Regions from separate parts of the Gossypium hirsutum genome. Here region 1 is linked to region 2. Evidence: chromatin contacts called from public Hi-C data. All regions are on one chromosome and are shown on one strand. The core of a region is the stretch at or near the end of the contact, and the rest is flanking DNA. Distances in the headings are between cores, read along the strand shown.

The links. Hi-C and Micro-C count contacts between places; a contact is called where the count stands out from the background.
Region 1: a contact with region 2 is called in a Hi-C map of leaf, with 1.8 times the contacts expected there. The contact joins the promoter of LOC107909740 here to the promoter of LOC107909731 in region 2. A contact is called at or near these places in 5 of 34 Hi-C or Micro-C datasets (all in leaf).

Annotation. Positions count from the first base shown.
Region 1 is chrD02:58,806,473-58,812,876 of Gossypium_hirsutum_v2.1, reverse strand. LOC107909740 (oxysterol-binding protein-related protein 1D) reads right to left here and starts at 4,184. Exons shown (of 8, transcript XM_016837378.2): 1 at 3,068-4,184; 2 at 1,534-1,890; 3 at 858-933; 4 at 72-538. The coding sequence starts at 3,580.
Region 2 is chrD02:58,444,146-58,451,066 of Gossypium_hirsutum_v2.1, reverse strand. It overlaps LOC107909731, which reads right to left and starts at 4,340. Exons shown (of 6, transcript XM_041088891.1): 1 at 4,022-4,340; 2 at 3,396-3,463; 3 at 1,167-3,297; 4 at 1-1,014. The coding sequence starts at 4,151.

The DNA of each region.
Region 1 (6,404 bases), core at 2,935-5,434, 360 kb before region 2:
GATTAAAGAAACTAGCAGATCATGCTTTAAAACTTCTTTGCCACAAAAGAAAGCAGAGCTGAGGACCTGACCTGCTTTCCCCATTCCAAGGCTCGATCAACCAAGTATGAATACTCCAAATCCTCAAAGCATTTCTGCAGTGAAGAGAGTGGTTCATTAAAGTACACAGGAAGACAGACACCAGATAAATCCTTTCCGATATTATCCTTGATAATAGACCACAAGCCAACTGGCTTCTCTTTCTCCTTTGGTTCTGGCAGGTTATCCCTTCTTTTGACATAAGGATATTGAATGATCCTGATTTCCTTTTCAGGCCCCCACACACAATCAGAAAATGAAGCATCTTTGTCAAACACACAGCCACTTCCACTTTCTCTACACCGATAGGAAGCACTTCTTAAAGCTTCTGAAGACAAAAAGTCATTTGTATCAAAATATATTCCATCATCTTCATCTGTTTCAACATCTGCACCATCTTGACTTTCATTATCCGCATCAGAATCAGTTGCACTACCTTCTGACATGACAGAGTAGAAATCTGAAACATAAAGCAAGAGAGTTGTTCAACTTCTATATCTACAGAACACTGGGTAAGGAAAAGAATCTAATCATGTAACTTCTCTTCATGGAAAAGTCACTTTTCTAGAGTAATTTAGCTAAATCTTCCTGCAGTCAATCAAGCAATCATTCAACCAACATGTGATCTAGGGCTCCCAATCAAATTTCCCACTTAAAATTATGAAATAATAATTTGCCCACAAATAATTCTGCAATGCTTAATAAATGTTACACAGACTGACATGTGAAAGGGGGGGAATTACAAAAAGAAATTTACTATAATTAAAAGCAAATCTAACCACTAAATCGTCCACAATATGACTTGCGTTCCTTTGTTTCATCAACTACAGTAGTTTCCAGCTCTAATTTCTCAGTCTGCAAACAAGTCAGAAGATGGAAATTACACATCAAAAGAAAATTTTTACAGAGTTGACTTTATTCATATTCAAGAAAAGACTCATGTAGATAATATAACTTCATAAGACAAGTAAACGAATATGAAAATACAAGGCAATAGGTGAAAAGGGAAAATGGCTCTGCATATTTTAGTAAAATACAACATTTAAAAATAAGGGAGATTTTCGTTATTGTGATAGCCTCCTATAAATTTATTCATGCATAGTAACATACTAATTAAGCGTCTAAACCAAATTAAAGTGATTCTTAAATGCTGTTTCAAATATCTTAAGACCAAATTACAAACACCACAATCTATGAGATTGGCAGAACATACTAATAAAGTGTCCAAAACAAATTCAACTGATTCTTAAGTTGCTGTGTCATATATCTTACATCAAGATCAAATTACCAACACCACAATCTATGATATAGGCAGAACATTAGATAATTCATATCAACTCAAGCTACAAGGGCATATCGGAAGAGAGTTTAAAGAATACAGGTCAATGCTATCTTCTTTCTTCCATATATTTGATTACTGAATCATGCAATTCTACAATGGCAAATCAAATGTACCTCTAATTGCCGCAAGGTGTCCAGTAACTTAATATGTTTGCGTTGAAGGGCCTTGAGCTGATTTTGCATCTCAGAAAGTTCTAAAAGCATTATTGACTCACAGTCTTTAATGACTGCCTCACCAATGCCTTCCTGTAATAAGCGTGACCTTAGCTTATCAGTTGAGATGACAACATCCTCAGAAGGTTGAAAATCATTACTTGACAGCACTCTAGGGAAAAGATCTTTAGCAGCCAGCAAGGCCTCAATCCATGCAGTTCTGTCCTCTCTTGACACACATCGCAAATGAAGAGTCTTTGTTCCCGTGAATATGGTCAGCCTTTTATCATCTGACTTGCTTGCACGAATCGAAGAAACCTGAGCATTATTTTCCAAACTTTTCAGCCATCTTTCCCCAAAAACAGAATAAAATATATTAGAACCTAATTTTCTAAGAGCCAGTCAAAGCGGTGGAGGATGGCAAGAGAAGTACTCATTGTTGAAACAATGATATGAATTAGGGCATTGTCTTTCTTTCTCTTGAAATGTGCTTTCTCTTTTCTTTTTTTGGTCAAAGTGTGTTTTAGCTTTCTGATGGGCATCGTCTTTTTTTTTAATTAAAAAAAATAAGTGTAGAACTTGTGTATGTGTCATGCTTCAATAAAGTAGGCTGATTTCGCAGTCTGATTCTCATTAGAAATGATGTCTACTTTCTTATTGATCTTTCTCCAAAGAGTTCATCAGAATGATGCAACTGCAAGAGAATGTCCGGAATTACATTTGGGTGGCTTATTGCCACAATAACGGGAAAAGGAAGCATGTAAAAAGCTAGTCTACTATATAGACTTTCTGCAAATGTTAGTGATCTTAATATTAGAAACCATAGAAACAGACTTTTGCAGAAACAAGTACTTGCATACTTCAAAGCATCCAAGCTCAGAATTTCCTTCTCTTTTTTTAACAATGAACCCAAAAGGATCTTCTCTTTACTCCCACTAATCCTCCAAGAGGATGTCTGAAACTATATTTCGATGGTTATGGCCGCAATAATGGACAAAAGAAGTATGTAAAGGGCTAATCTACTATATGGACACCCCTCAGGGACTTAGAAATCTCTACATTAGAAACCATACAAGCAGACTTTCGCAAAAACAATTATTCCATACTTCAAAGCATCCAAGCACAGAATTTTCTTTTTTGAGAATTAACCCAAAAGAACCTTCTCTTCTCTATTACTAATCCTCCGATCTTTCGCGGTCTCTAGCTTCGGTCCGATGGGACCTTCCTAGTGGCTCTATTGAAGGAAAGTGGCATAGGAAGAAATAATGCTAAAGAATTTCCAACATAATTTTCTAGTACTAAATTTCAAGGCATGCATCAACGACTACATATGAAGAATTAAAAATTACAAAAAGGGAAAGTTTATGGTACGTATATTCTTTTTCCTTCAAATAAAATACCGAAAGAACCGGCCCTTTTGCCACGGCAATAAGAATAACATAAAAAGCGGAAATGAAATCAGAACTGAGTGATAAAAGGGAGAAAGCAAAATAACCTTCAAATGGATTTCACCAAACGGCTTGCACTGAGTTGTCACCGAGTTAACCCGATTGCTACTCCAGTTAGCTTTCCTCATATACCGGACCGAGTCCTCGCCGATCACTCGTACGCTCTTCTCCCTTGATGGACTCATCAAAATCTTATCAGGTCCGTGAATCTTATAATACGAGAGAACTCCGTCTTCCAAAACGAACCACCGCGACCTCCATCCCTTTCCATAATTCACCCATTTGTACAGGATCCCGGCGACGCCGTGGGCGGCGTTAACCTCTCCGATAATAGGTTCGTCGAATATTGCCATGGAGGTGTGATTCATTACCGACGGCGAGGATCTGTCAGTGTCGGCGTTGACTGAGGAGACTTGTGAGGAGAAACTCGGTTTCGAATAGTTAACTGTTCTGACGGAAGGTTCGATGCTTAGCTGACATTGCGGACCCGATTTGGTAACCACCGGGTTAGCTCGGTCACGATCGATGGAAACCGGAGCAATGCAGCACAGAGGATTCATCTCTTTCCAAACTTAAAAGCAATAACAACAACAAACAAACAAATCTTACATTTAAGACGACGACGTTGGATCGGATTCAAATAAATGCCCGGGACAAAGAGAAGCAGCGGAAGAGCAGTAGGAGAAGCTCCGATTGGGGAAGAACCAGGCCGGATCCGAGGGAATGTGAGACCCGATCGGAGCTCGAAACGGAACGTTTTCGAAATGACATAGAAACGGAGAAATATAGAAGGTGAAAGGCGGAGGGGGAAGTTACGAGAAGTTATAAAGAAGCGTTGCAGTGCGCACACAGATCCATTTAAGGCAGTGGTCAGTGATTTCAGTATAGGAGTCAGGGAGGTCTCGATGCGCAGGTTAAGCTAAACGCCATTAAAATTAAATCCAATATATAAATGCATGGGATTTTCTTTTCCCTAAAAATAATTAAAAATTTAAAAATGTTGAGGTTTTTTTATTTGGGGGGGGGGGGTTGTTTTAACGATTTGGTGTTTCCGGGGTGACGATGATTGTGGGTGGGGGAGGCAGCTAACGTGCGCACTTTTGTGTGTGATTGAAGAACTGGAGGGGGAGTGTTTGTCCGTTGGGTAAATCTGGCCCCTTCTCCCGTTCATCTCATAATGACGTTTTTGTCCCTATCTTGCACATTTATTATTAAAATGATGGCTATGTTTTTCTAAGGGTGTTGTGGTGATTTCCTACCTGATTGTGAAAGGGATTAATGAATGAAAAGATGGGGGATTTTGATGCCCGTAATAGAGCAGCAGTGAGGCCGGCAGACCACTCGCTTTTTTCATTTTTACCAATTTGAATAATTAATAATAATAAAATATGTGCTTAATTTCATTAAACCCACTTTAATCTAACCAAATCATTAATCATTATTAATTTTTAATGATTTGGTCTGCCTGCCTCATTAAAGAAAGTAAATGGTAGCTATGGTAAAACCGGGGATAAGTAATAAAAGTGGAAATATCAACAGCATCATTGAAGTTGGTTTTAATGAGTGTGATGCGGGTCAGACATATTCAATTTCAACGTCATTGCTGATGCTGCTAATGCTTACTGAAACCTGCCACTCCCGCTCTGGATCGCTTTCAACAACAACACATAAAAAAAGGAAAAGGTTTTACTCGCCTGGGTAAAATCAAATTACCAAGTTTGAATTGATTGGGATCAGGTCTGTTTGTTTCTCAATTTTAAATTTTGTGTTTCATCCTCTTTTCTTTATAATCTAATTGTTTTTATTTTAAATAATTGCTTGTATACAAATTTAAAATTACTCACTTTTCTGTTTTGTATGAAAACTTTCCAACAATTATATTAGATTTTATTAAATATGGAATGGAGTTAAAAGCTTTCGACTGGTTTTTATAAGACTTCGTCAACATCGATGCAGTTTGAATTGACTTCCCAATTTTGTTTGGAATTTGCATATAAGTTCATATATTCAAAGCTTCTTACCTTGACAATTTGTATTTATATTTTTTTCTTTTTCAACTTTAACTAGTATTTAAACTTAAAAATCATAAATTAAGTTACTACTTTTTATTCTTACTTACTGTATTTAAAACAATCAATTAAATTACTACATGTGTATTAAAAATACATAATGTGAAATTCTTTTCTTTTAATTTATATTAATTAAAAATAAAAATAAAAATAATTATTTAATTCATCTTCTCCACTTTCGATTCTTCTCTAATTTTCAGCCAAAAATTAATTTTCATTTTCTAATAATCAAAAACCAATATCCCAAAATTCCATATCTTAATCCCCAATCTCTCTACTTTTGTTTCTTCTTCATACCAGAAAGAATCAACATTGCATCTTATTTTGAGGTTGAGAGATGGAGCTCGCAAATCCAACCAAGACAATTTGATAGTGTTGTGCCCTAATATAGGTGAGAGCTAAGAAGTGAGGCCATAACAATCAGTTAAGGTTCAAAAAAGTCTTCATCTCCAAAAATTTTAGGTTAAAAAAATTGTATTCATCTTCAAAAAATCTCAAACTCTGATTCTTAATTTCTCCAACATCAATTGACCATTGTTTCTTATTTGGTGAGCTCTCTTAAAAATGCTTTCAAAATTATCTCTTAAAAATCCCAAATCTCTATGGTTGGTTGAATGGTTTCTTATTTAGATAAAAAATTTTAGGAAATGGACAGAAGATTAAGGGTGTAAAAAATAACAAGACAGAAAACTTGATTTACTTGAATAGTTTTCGAAGAACTGTATGATGCGAAAGAAAAAGGAAAATTAATTAATTGAAAATATAGATGAAATTAAGATAGATTGAAATTCTTTTTGACACATGGCATTAAATGATAGGTCAAAATTACAAAAATTAATAGCGTAAAAAAGTACTAAAAATTACCAATTTGACGTATGATTTTCAAGTTTAAATATCTAAAGAAAAAAAAAAGAAAAAAAGATATAAAGTAAGTACAAATATTAACCTTTTGCATAAATTTGAGTTTACATGCAGCTGGGTAGCTTTAACACAATAAATTTATAAGAGCTGGACTCGTGAAACTCTGCCATTAAAGTGCAATTATTTGTAGATAACTTAATTAATGCATTTGCAGATTATCAATACTCAAAGCCGCTTCGATGCGTTTTCTTTCTTTTTTCTTTTTCAAGTTAATAAATGTAAGTAAAATTAGAAGTAATATATATGTTAATTAAAGGGAGAGATCTACAAAATTAAACAACTAAAGTAGTTTATATTTTTTTATACTATTAATATTTTAGTGATTTAACTGTTGAATTTTTATATTAGTGTAAGTGAATTTCTGTTTCTAAATTAATTATAGTTGGAATTAATT
Region 2 (6,921 bases), core at 3,091-5,590:
ACATCTTTGAAGATAGTCCAGGTTTAGAGTTCTTTTTTCCTTTCACCACAGTTTCCACTCCTGTTTTGCGCGTGGCCTTATCAATGATAATCTTACCAGAATTAACAATTTCATGTTTCTGTTGGCTTTTGACCCTTCCATTTCCACAGGGGTCGTCAATTTCATGATTATCTACACGAGTGCTTTTAGAGTGATCTACACTGACAACATCTTCAATAAGCCTTCCGTCATATTGTGGTTTAATTGTATCTCGATTAGATCCCAAATCTGATCCATTCAATTGCACAGCAGAGTTTGAATCTAGCATCACAGTCTTCCTTGTGGATTTAGATGAGGCACTCACCTCACTCACGTTATGAACTAGGACTGTTGGATCCCGGTGATCAACATCATCCTCTCCTTCCAATTCTGGAGGGGCCACTACAGTAGAACTTTTCTTCTTAGTTCTTTTCCTTGGTCTGTTGTCCGTTTTTTCTGCACTTGCTGGACCATTTTCGCATTGCTTCAAGGACTCCAGCACATCCTGAATCACATCGTCAGCTTTCACATCAGTAACTGAAGGCGAACAGTCTAATTTTTTCATTTTTGATTCCTCTTTTCCATCAGTTTTGCTGCCTTGCTCAGCATTATCACTCAAATGGTCACCATTCACAAAGGTAGGACGCTCGACAGGAGATAAATCACTTGCAGGACCTCTATTATGTACTACATCTACTGCTTCTGTCCCTCCAACAGGATCCTTACTCTTCTTGTACTTCCTTACTTTCTTGGAAGACTTCTTAGGTTCCACGATTTTCTCTTCCAGGGTACCACTTTGATTTCCATGCCTTGATACCCCAAATTCTTTCCGGAAATCAATTCCTTCTTGTGAAACAGGTGCAGGATGGCCATCCACAAGGCTGGAAATCTGATCATATGAATCTCTAGCCTTTATCGCTGATGCAACATCCGGTTGGGCTGCTTCATTTTTGCTTTTCAAGTTGCCATCATTGGTATCATCCATATCATTGTAACCTGCTAAAGTCGGTATTAATACTAGAAAAGGTTATTTCTTGTGTATTATTTCTATTAATCCTATGGTTGAAATGGAAAAGATTTTTTTTTGGGGACAGGGGGGACCCCGGGGGGGGGGGCTGTAAATAAATTGCATATAAGTGGGAACTTACCCCCCGAGTGGGGCACTTGATTTGTTTCACTAACTTCCTGCATTTTCATTGATGAGATCAGACCAGGTTCAGATATTTCTCCACCTGCAGAACGTTTTCCAAGAAAAGAAACTGGATCACCTTTACTGCCCAAATCTTTGTCTTCAATGGCTTCTACAGCCTGAAAAGTTTCCACATGAACATCTTTTGCAGCAGAGACTTCACTACCTACTTGACTAGGATTTGATTTTTGCCTTTTCCTGTTCTTCTCACCGCTTGCATTGGCGGTCGACAAATGGTTTTGTTTTACCGATTTAGCATTCAAGGGGTCTACGAAAGCCCTCGTATTTTCCAATTTCTGACCTAAAGTACAGTCAGAGGTTGCAGTATTGAGATCAGTAGCTTGTTCTCCATTTTCTATTAAAGAATTGTCATTAACATCTTTCTTCTCGGCTTTGCGCTTTTTCTTTGATACAGGCCAAGATTGAAAGGAATCTTCTTTTGACTCATGTTCCCGGTTCTTGTGAGCAACATCTTTATGTTTATTAGTTTCCAATTCAGAATGTTCTCCTGGAACGTTTATTCCCCCATCAGCCATCTTTTTCCTAGCAGTTGACCTTTTATTTCTGTCAGAAGACAAACTCCGAGAGGTTTCATCCACATGAATTTGGCTTCCCAGATTTGCATCATTCAAAGCCAAACTTGGTCCATTATGAATCAAATTTTCCTCAAGTACACAGCCTGAATCCAACGCATCTTTCCCAGATTCAACAACTAAAGCACCATTTTCTTTAGAATCATGGTGAATGGCATATTTGTTTCTCTGGGGCACTTGATTTGTTTCACTAACTTCCTGCATTTTCATTGAAGAGATCAGACCAGGTTCAGATATTTCTCCACCTGCAGAACATTTTCCAAGAAAAGAAACTGGATCACCTTTACTGCCCAAATCTTTGTCTTTATTGGCTTCTACAGCCTGAAAAGTTTCCGCATGAACATCTTTTGCAGAAGAGACATCACTACCAACTTGACTAGGATTTGATTTTTGCCTTTTCCTGTTCTTCTTCCCACCGCTTGCATTGGCCGTCGACAAATGGTTTTGTTTTACAGATTCAGTATTCAAGGGGTCTACGACAGCCCTCGTATTTTCCAGTTTCTGACCTAAAGTGCAGTCAGAGGTTGCAGTATTGAGATCAGTAACTTGTTCTCCATTTTCTATTAAAGAATTGTCATTAACATCTTTCTTCTCGGCTTTGCGCTTTTTCTTCGATGCAGGCCGAGATTGAAAGGAATCTTCTTTTGACTCATGTTCCTGGTCCTTGTGAGCAACATCTTTATGTTTATCAGTTTCCAATTCAGAATGTTCTCCTGGAACGTTTATTCCCTCAACAGCCATCCTTTTCCTAGCAGTTGACCTCTTATTTCTGTCAGAAGACAAACTCCGAGAGGTTTCATCCACATGAATTTGGTTTCCCAGATTTGCGTCATTCAAAGCCAAACTTGGTCCATTATGAATCAAATTTTCCTCAAGTACACAGCCCGAATCCAAAGCATCTTTCCCAGATTCAACAACTAAAGCACCATTTACTTTAGAATCATGGTGGATGGCATATTTGTTTCTCTTTTTAGTTTTCTGCTTTTCCTTTAAAACAGATGTAGCCACAGAAGCTTCTAGATCTTCAAATATTTTGTCATCTCCAACATCTTTCGACTGTAACTTCGGCCTTGACCCCGTGTTGGTAGCAGGGAACGAAACCTGATTATTACTATCAGCTGTATGTTCAGCTTCCTTACACAAATTTTCTGAGTTTTCTTTGGTGGAATTACTAAAACCAAACTGTTGAGATGCAGAATTCTGTTTTGCATGACAGTCATCTCTGTCTTGTGGCAAAGGTGCATCATTGACATTGGACAATCTTTTGGCTGTATCAACAGGTAGAAGATCAACAACATCAACCGAATAATTATTAATTCCGGTACCGAAGCAGGATACAATGTTGCCAGCATCAGGTTCAATGGAATTATGATTTTCCCTATGCTCTTTAGCACTCGAGGCATCAACCAAAAGAAACCAACTCCTGCTCACTCCACCAAAAGCACTTTTCACAAACATGGAATCAGAAAGGTGATAAAGAAATCCTTTGCGCTTTACCTATTCATGTTAACAAAGCCATGTCAATGTAAACTTTAAATCAACAATAAGACATCCTTAACAAGTAGCATCATAACAGTACAAGATACAGCAACAACCTTTAACGCATTAATCTTTATCTCCCCAATGTTGGGAAAGCACAACGGGTGTTCATACAGTATCTTTTCTGCAAATCAGCAGCACATAGATATTACTAACTAAAACAGAACTTTACATCACTTGATCTTAAAGATGAAGTTGATACGCCAGTTACTAAAAGTTGATAAACTAAATTAAGATCAAAATATGTTAGACGACTAGAACCAGTGACTATTTTTGAGAATGATAAAGCACAAGGAGAAATAATACATAACTTCCATAACATAACTATATCTACATTCTACATATCAAAACAATGCACCATTTCTTCCTGTTCAAGCATTCTAGAGGAATTCTCAATGGCTACAACAACTTCAGCACTTCAATTCACCCAATTTTAGGTTAATTACAGGGGAAATTTTAGATTTCCTATTCAAGTTCTGATCCTTGAGGTCTCAAATGGATGAACACTCTGAACTGGTATTGAAAAATAAACAAAGTCTAACCCATAACGTTGCTTTAGTACTTTAAAGAAGATAAATTTGTATCCTCCAAAAGCAAAGAATGAAAATTTACTTAAAAAGACAAATGGTAAACCAAAACACCAAGAAATCAAAGATGAGAGGGGAAAGGGAGAAAGTCATACTTTTAAGATCGGAAACGGTTTCGGAGTCGGAGACGATCATGGCGAGGTGAGTATCAAGGTTGGTATCAATGAAAATACTGTGGTAGACATCGGAACAACCGCAACCGGAGGTGGAATCCGGCTTTTCCATTTCCTTTTTCAAAGGAAGACGGCGACCTAGAACCGGGGAAAAAAGGGTTTCGAGTTTTAAGTAGAAAAGGAAAAGGAAAAGGAAGTAGAGTTTTGCGGAATGAGGGGGGTTTTGTTAGTGTGGAAGACGAACAGACTTTGGCCTAAATGGCGGCATGCGAAACAAACTAACTAGAACATGTTGAAGCCTGTCTTGTCCTTTAAAACTGAAGTAGTGAGAATGGGCCTGTTTTTATATTTGAGTTCCAGATTAGTAAACTTAACCCATATAAATAGGAACTGGGTTAGGCTTCACCTAATCTCCATTTTTTTATGATTATTGGATATATCATAGTGAGAATTTTTTTTTTATTTTTTTTACACTTGAATACCTTGTCGTGTTATTTAATAAATATAATGTATTTTTAATTTTAAATTGATTATATTTTTAATCATTTACCTTAAATATATTTCAATACCAATTATATTAAAGATAATAAAAATACTAATTTTCATATTTTGTTTTTAATTATAAAAATTCACCTTCCCCATTTTTCTAAATACTTGGGTAAATATAATCTTATATAAATAACAAAAGTCAAAGTTTCTCACTGAAAAAGTAATATTCTCTTGACCTTTTTTGAAGAATTATTTGATTGTTTTTAAAAAAAATTATTAATTGCGTAAAAATTTAAATCTTCCTAAAATCGTGAGAAATTACTTTTACCTTTTTTTTTATTTCTTATATAACCGAAGCTGACAAAAATCCGATATGGATAGTCTACACTTTCGACATCTGTATAACTTTATATAAATAACATGTGTTTTCTATTTAATATTTTTAATTTTATGAAAATTAGTTTAAAAATCTTATTCATTTACTTTAATAATTTATATTTTACTTTATTACAGTATGTTACATAAAAAATTAATTTAAATAATTCTTTCCTATAATAATTTTATGGGTTAACTACATAAGTAGTCACTTTATTCAATTTTTTTTTCTTTTTGCCACTGAATTATAAAAATTTACGTTTTGGTTACTATTATTATCAAGTTATAAAGTTTTGGTCACTCGTTCGTTAGTGAGGGTTACATCCTTAACGAAAAAGTTACATGGCATATTAATCTAAAGGTTAATATCTAATTTAACCCTTAAACTATAGCTAAAACATTTAATTTAGTCCTTTTACAACTTTTTTTTTAATGATGATTCTAAAAATTTATCAAAAATATCTTTAAAAAATTCTGAAATTTCATTATTTATTTTTTGAAATTAAAAATATGTTTTTTAAAACTTATAATAAAGTAAAAAATCTTAAAAATAATCAAAATATCCTTTAAAATATCATAAATTCCAAATTTTATTTAAAAATTAAAAATATCAAAAAAATATTTAAAAATTCTAAAAATTCATTTTTTTAAAAATATTTTTAAAATATAATTATGTAAAAAAATTAAAATTAATAAAATATATAACTAGAAAACGAACTTCTTCATCATTATCATCAAGAGTTCCTTTTGGAAGCTGGCTTTCAATGGAATTTAGTCTTGGTTCAGATTTAGGTGGAAGAGATAGTGGCGGTGCTGGTTCATCGGCAGGAGGTGGCTCCGCTACGGTTAGTTGATATGGAAGGGATGTTGTCGAGTATCTGACAGTAGCAGATATGGCTGATGTAATGTTTAATTCAGGTAGCAGCAGCAATAGCATGTAATTTGTTTTTCCATGTGCGGAAGACAAATGGGAGGCTGCAGGTGGCGGTGTGAGGCAGCGCGGAGGAGATGAAATATTTGCTAAAGCTTAGAAATGTGATTCATGATGGGGTCTATCTCTTTCATGCGCATATCACGATGACTATGCTGAAGTTTGATGTTTTTACAATAATTTACCTCACATATACATTACACACTCATCCAATTTGTTGTTTATCTAACAACTTTTGTTTGGTTTTTTGTAACATTATTGGGTTTGGATTATGGAAACAAAAACTTACTCCACTACTTAATAATTTGTTGTTGTTTCCGTCAATTTTTTTACATGATTACAATTTTAATTTTTTTATATAATTTCTAAGAAATAAATAATGAAATTTTTAAAGGATTTTATGATTTTTTACATAATTCTAATTTTAAAAAATATTTTTATAGTTTTAAAAATAAATATTTTTCTTAATTTTTAAAGAACTTTTTATATTTTTAGGATTTCCCAATAATTGTTTTAGAATTATGAGTAAAAAAATTGTAAAAGGACCAAGTTGAATGTTTTGCTATAGTTCAAGGGTCAAGTTAGATATTAACCCTTGAGTTAAAGTGCCACAATCACTTTTTCCTCATGGATTTAATGGCAGGATGAGAGACCAAAACATTATAACTCGATAATATTAATGACCAAAACATAACTTTTCATAGTTTAATGGCAAAAAAAAAAAGAGAAAATTCACCAAAGATTTGTGACTATAGTTTACCTTTTCTAATTTTATTTAATAAAATCTCTAAATTCTAAATAATTATTAAGCCTAAATTACTCTCAATTTAAAATGTATACAGTCAATTCTCTCCATAACAGTCAAGTTTGTTGTAGAACCAATTTTTTTTATGTTATATTCTTACCTTCTATAACAACTTTTCATCTATAACACAACACAGTAAAATATGAAGTACACTATTTTTTCTAAATTAGTTCTTTAATAATAACTTTTTTCTCAAATTTTAGTAAATTAATTCTATTCCTAAAGGAAATAAAAATAATAAATTTTAGTTAAGATATTATTTCAATAAAATATTTAAGTTTT